2 separate regions of the Pan troglodytes genome follow, and region 1 is linked to region 2. Evidence: chromatin contacts called from public Hi-C data. All regions are on one chromosome and are shown on one strand. The core of a region is the stretch at or near the end of the contact, and the rest is flanking DNA. Distances in the headings are between cores, read along the strand shown. Region 1 has its middle 330 kb from the start of BTBD3. Region 2 holds the start of JAG1 (jagged canonical Notch ligand 1).

Region 1 (2,749 bases), core at 89-2,588, 880 kb after region 2:
AAAATGATGACTTAAAACATGAATACTTACATGTTTATACGTGTCTTTTTAATAGAAATAGCCATTAAAATCTAGGGGAAAATTACAGAGAAATTCAGAAATAAATGAACCAGAACATCACCCCCAGGTATTTCTGCTATGGACTTATCGATGAATTTTCTTCCAGTCATATTGTCTATGAATTTGTTTTAATTTGTGGTGTTTTGCATTCATACTATTTGCACAATTTTTTATCTTTGTGTTTTTAATGTTATGAACATAAACACGTCAATTACTTGTTTTCACAACAAAGTATTTCCATGAATGAACATGCCTTTGTATGCTAGACAGTTTCCTGGATTTTTAACCTTTAGATGTTTTCTGGTGTCACATTAATATAATACTGTGTCCAAAATCTTTGTACCTTTTTTGCTTTAAAAAAAAACTAGTTAAATTAGTCAACCAATGTTCTGAAGAATATTGTTAGATTCAAACTTTTAAAGTATGTTTGGAAGTTAGTTTTAGATGAGTTGCTTCGAAAATATCTACGTTTTTACCTTGCTTTAGTTTTTTTTCCTTATGTAAGCATATCTAGTTTACATTTTCACAAACAGATATTAGAGGTGTGTTGTTTTATTAACTGTTTAAAAGTCTGTCCAGTATATTCAATGAAGACATCAATCAGAATAAAATTACAAGCTAAAAATAATTCTGAAACCTTTCTTTATAAAATGGTTATCATGTATGTCATCTATGTTGTTGTGTTTGTAAATACCTATGCTAAGTGGATGGGCATAGCTCACCCAATAACCGAAAAGATATTTTGTGGGGACACAAGGACCCTTCTTTTAGGTACAGAAACTGCAACAAGCTATATAGTGGAGCTAAACTTAGGCATACAACAGCCTTTCCAAGAATTTGTGGCACAAAGCAGACAGGAATATTCTACACACACACACACACACACACACACACACACACACACACACACACATTCTGCTTCCTGTCTCTGACTTTCTAACTTGACCTTACTTACTTGCAAACTTGGAAATACAGGCATTCTCTCTCTCTCTCTCATAGAGTCATGATTCTCAAACATTAAAATAGCTTAAAAATTAACATATCTTAATGTCATCTTAAAGAGTGAGGAAATATTTAGCGATCCTGTGAACAATTTTTATTTTCTGTAAACTTCCCCAATCCTCACATTTACCTTCCTAGGTAACTATGTGCTTGACTTATATTATTTATTTTTTCTGCATTCTTTGTAGCCCTTTCTTTCCCCCCATGGACAACTGTGTGTCCCAGCATTACAATACATGTGTGGACAAAGAAGCTTTCTGTCCAGAGAGAAATTAAACATTCCAGTGGCTTTTCTCACCAAGTCCTGACACAGAGTGACCCTTGGCATCTCATTTGTGGGCGAGCGTTGAAGATGGTGGAGAGATAACCTGAAGCAAATCTCAGCCTGTTGTTCAGGCTGCCTTGGGCAGTCCAGAGAAGAACAACATTTAGAACATTTATGACCTGTAAAATTTATCCTCTAGGGTTGAGCCCACAATTTTTGGCCAATAATTATATGTGAGAGTAAAATATAAGGGACATATCTTGGAAGCAGTATTGCTGAGTACTTCAGAAATGAATGACTATTTTAATCAACCTACCTACATTTGGGCGATTATCCAAACTATTTGGCTTTTTACTCCTCTCCCCTTCCAAACTTACCCTCCTAAAAAATGTTTGAGAGTTAATAAAACGATGTATTTAGAGCCCTTAAGCCCTAGTTCACCTTGGTTTTTTTTTTCTTAGTTACCTTCGTGATTACTTCTAATTCTGCCCTGAGGTGCAAATTTGATTCCATTCAAAGGAAAAGGAAACCAAAACAAACAACAAATAAAAAGTAACTGAGGAGTGTCTCCAAAAACTACTGAAAACCTAGTTTACCTACAGTTCAAATATGATCCACTCTCGCCATCTGCTGGCTGTATTTTTGATTTTTTAAAAGGGAAGTACTGGCACAGACACATGGGCTAACGTTATTGTGTTTTGTTGTGTTGTGAATATGTGTGGGGAAGCTGGGCACTAAACCGTCCAACATTCAAATTCAGTATGTTTTTGAGCACCTATATTTAGCTGAGTCTCCCTAGTTTATAATTTGGTGGAGGGTTTTATACGTAGAGAATCATCACAGTCAAGACGAAGTAGAGACTGGGACCAACGGCTGCATCCGTCAGGGAGAACTTCTGTCAAAGAATAACGCACAGACACTGGGTCTCAGAAAGTGGCTGTCTCTGAGGACTCAGCGTGTTTCTTCTCTTTGATGAAACTAATGATGACTCAACTCCATGGATCTAATTGTCTCCCTCTAGAATTACCTTTTCTGAGTGTTCAGGGCTCCCTGATGGTTTTGGGTTTGTTTGTTTGTTTGTTTGTTTTTTGAGATGAAGTTTTGTTCTTGTTGCCCAGGCTGGAGTGCAATGACGCGATCTCGGCTCACTGCAACCTCTGCCTCCCGGTTTCAAGTGATTCTCCTGCCTCAGCCTCCCGACTAGCTGGGATTACAGGCGCAAGCCACCATGCTTGGCTAACTTTTGTATTTTTAGTTAAGACTGGGTTTCACCACGTTGGCCAGGCTGGTCTCGAACTCCTAACCTCAGGAGATCTGCCCACCTTGGTCTCCTAAAGTGCTGGGATTACAGGCGTGAGCAACCGAGCCCAGCCTACCCAGTGGTTTTTTTTTTTAGACGGAGTCTTGCTCTTGTCACCCAGG
Region 2 (2,700 bases), core at 12-2,511:
GCGGCCTCCGAGCAGCTCTCTGGGTGGCAAGAGATGGGCCTGGGAGGGACCGTGTCCCCACCACCGCCAGCCGCGGAACTTGCCTTCTCTGGGGTGGCAGTGGAAACCGATACTGTTTTCCACCTTGAGGCAAGCCTCGCAATTAACAGCTACACTCCTGGTCATAATCAAGGTCGAAGAAAGCCCGTGGGCTGGCCGTAGCCTCTGCCAACCCCTCTCCCAACGGGCTTGCTGTTGCATTTGAGGGGACCTTTATATGGAAACATCGACTTCCTTTGAAGGGTGGACAAAGTTTTGGCCCTAATAGTAGGTATGTCCTGCAGAAAAGCGTGACTGTTCAGCGGCCGGTTTGGGGCTTGAGTTCTCCTGGGTGTGGGGCGTGATGGGCTGGCAATAGGTCAAGGGAAAATAGTTTCCAACATGCTGAGTTACGAGCATAAAAGGGTGGGTATTTGTGGTTATCTACTTATTGCATTTGATGGGAGGCTCAGTATGAACAATATTTTCAGTGCCAAATCTCATCATTCTGAGGAATAAACTAGGGCAGCTAACTGACCTCTTTACATAGGTTCAAAGCTACCAAGGATGGTTAGGAGTCTTGGCATTTTAACAGCCTAAGAAATGCTCCTAAGAAAAGTGCTTACTTAGTGGTAATGTGTCCCATCTTGAGCACTGGCGAGAGAATCCATGTTTTGGAAGGGAGGTTTCTAAGAACAGAGCAAGTTTACAGCTGGTCATGTTAGCAGCTGGGGTAGGCAGCGACAACCTGGGTGTTTCAATGTGCCCCAGCCTCCCTTTCCCCAATTATCCTAAATCAAGGCAACCAGTTGTCAACTGTAATCCCATCTACACTTTTCTCACTGAGGTTTCCATCAACACCAGTCTCCCCACTTATCTGTCCTGTTCTAATTTCTACTCCCAAGTATCCCTGAGTTTGGGTGCTAAATAACGGTTTAAAAGTAAAATGGGCCGGGAGCTGTGGGTCACGCCTGCAATCCCAGCACTTTGGGAGGCCGAGGCGGGTGGATCACGAGGTCAAGAGATTGAGACCATCCTGGTCAACATGGTGAAACCCGGTCTCTACTACAAATACAAAAATTAGCTGGGCGTGGTGGCGCATACCTGTAGTCCCAGCTACTCGGGAGGCTGAGAGAGGAGAATCGCTTCAACCTGGGAGGCGGAGGTTGCAGTGAGCTGAGATCATGCCACTGCACTCCAGCCTGGCGACAGAGCGAGACTCCATCTCAAAAAAAAAAAAAAAAAAAAAAGGCAAAATGGTGCTGAAAAAGGCTGGTGTGATCTTAAAGAGCACATTCCTTGGAGTTCCCTGTGTCGGACCCTGTTTTAATTCTGTGCCTTGTGCCCCCCACAGCTCTCAGGAAAGAGGCTGCGGAGCCAGACCTTTAGTTAAAGTGTTTAGATCTCCACCTGGCTTCACCTAGAAGGGCTACCTGAGATTGCAGGTGCCACCAGTTGCAATCTGGGCCACATGCAAGCCGGTGTCACCTCCAGTCCACCAGTGAATTTAGCCCATTTGACTGATAGGAAAGAAAATATAAATTCTGAGAGGTGAAAACTACCAGATTACACCTAACAAGAACGTCAAATCACTGATAAACACAAAATTTTCATGTCACATAGCACAGAGTCCCACACCCTTCCTGAGCCTGGGAACCCACTTTTAGAGAAGGCAGTTGTGGGCTAGAGGGAATTCTTTTGAAAATTTTCAGTTGGGGCTCTTCCAAATAATTGGGACTCCCCCAAAAAGCCAGTCACGTTTACCACAACAGACACTAAGTGGAAGCTCTATCCTCCGCTTCCTTGAAGCCAGTTGTCAGCCCCCCTCCTTAGAGAATGAGGAACTGCTGCCGAGAGAACTGAAATACAGAGATTCCCCCTTGGCAGGCCTTGTCCTGCTTTGGGGTATAGCCTCCAAGTGTAAATGAATATTCCAGAAAAACCTTCCTGTGGAAAATGCCATCTTTAGCTGTCATACCTACACCTGAGAGAAGGGGAGAGGCTTGTAGTCAGTTACTATCTGACCTGTCTCGTGTGCTCAAAACATCATCCTTGGATATCTTTTCCTTTAATTCTAAAAAGATGATGGATGCCTCATTTTTTCTTTTCCCAGAAAACTTGCCCCACTTTTATCTAGTCAACAACATATAGCAGTTCTGAACCTGCAAAAGCTTTATAAGAGACATTCAAGCTATATTAGCTGTATTTAAGTACATCTGATCAACTGTAATCCTTGGTTAATCAACACTGTGGTTAAAATAAGCTAATCAATATTTATTGAGAACTGCTATTATAAGCAGTAACATCGATGATCTAAAAAATATTATGTTAAGTGAAATAAGCCAGACACAAAAGACTACATCCTGTATGAATTTATTTATACGGAGTTCCAGAACAGGAAAAACTGGTGAAAAAAGATCACAAGAGTGATTTTGAGGGTGGGTGGGTGGGAGCAGAGCTTCATTGGGATGGGCTTGAGGCTCTTCTGGTGGCATTGTGGGGTAATGTTTCATATTTTTGATAGGTGTTTGGGCTACACATGTGTATGCATTTGTCAAAATTTATTAAATAGTACATTTAAGATTGTATTTCATTAGGTGTTCAAAAGAGGAAAAAAGAATTGTGAACAGATATTCACCTCCAGTTATATGAGTGCTGAAGCATTTAGCGGGGAAGTGGAAT

Evidence for each region. Hi-C and Micro-C count contacts between places; a contact is called where the count stands out from the background.
Region 1: a Hi-C map of stem cell-derived neural progenitor cells shows a contact between it and region 2, with 12 times the contacts expected there. The contact joins the enhancer-like site here to the promoter of JAG1 in region 2. A contact is called at or near these places in 2 of 7 Hi-C or Micro-C datasets (induced pluripotent stem cells and stem cell-derived neural progenitor cells) and 1 of 1 datasets of contacts at active chromatin or transcription factors (stem cell-derived excitatory neurons).

What each region holds. Positions count from the first base shown.
Region 1 is chr21:18,069,318-18,072,066 of NHGRI_mPanTro3-v2.0_pri, forward strand. No RefSeq gene overlaps it. Among named protein-coding and RNA genes, the nearest start is that of BTBD3, 330 kb to the right of the region's middle. Within about 2 kb of position 1,339, at least 6 of the 24 cell types and tissues checked have an H3K27ac peak or open chromatin away from gene starts, as enhancers often do. A contact at or near this core is called in stem cell-derived neural progenitor cells, where this site is marked.
Region 2 is chr21:17,185,145-17,187,844 of NHGRI_mPanTro3-v2.0_pri, forward strand. It overlaps JAG1 (jagged canonical Notch ligand 1), which reads right to left and starts at 1,262. Exons shown (of 26, transcript XM_001169666.7): 1 at 1-1,262.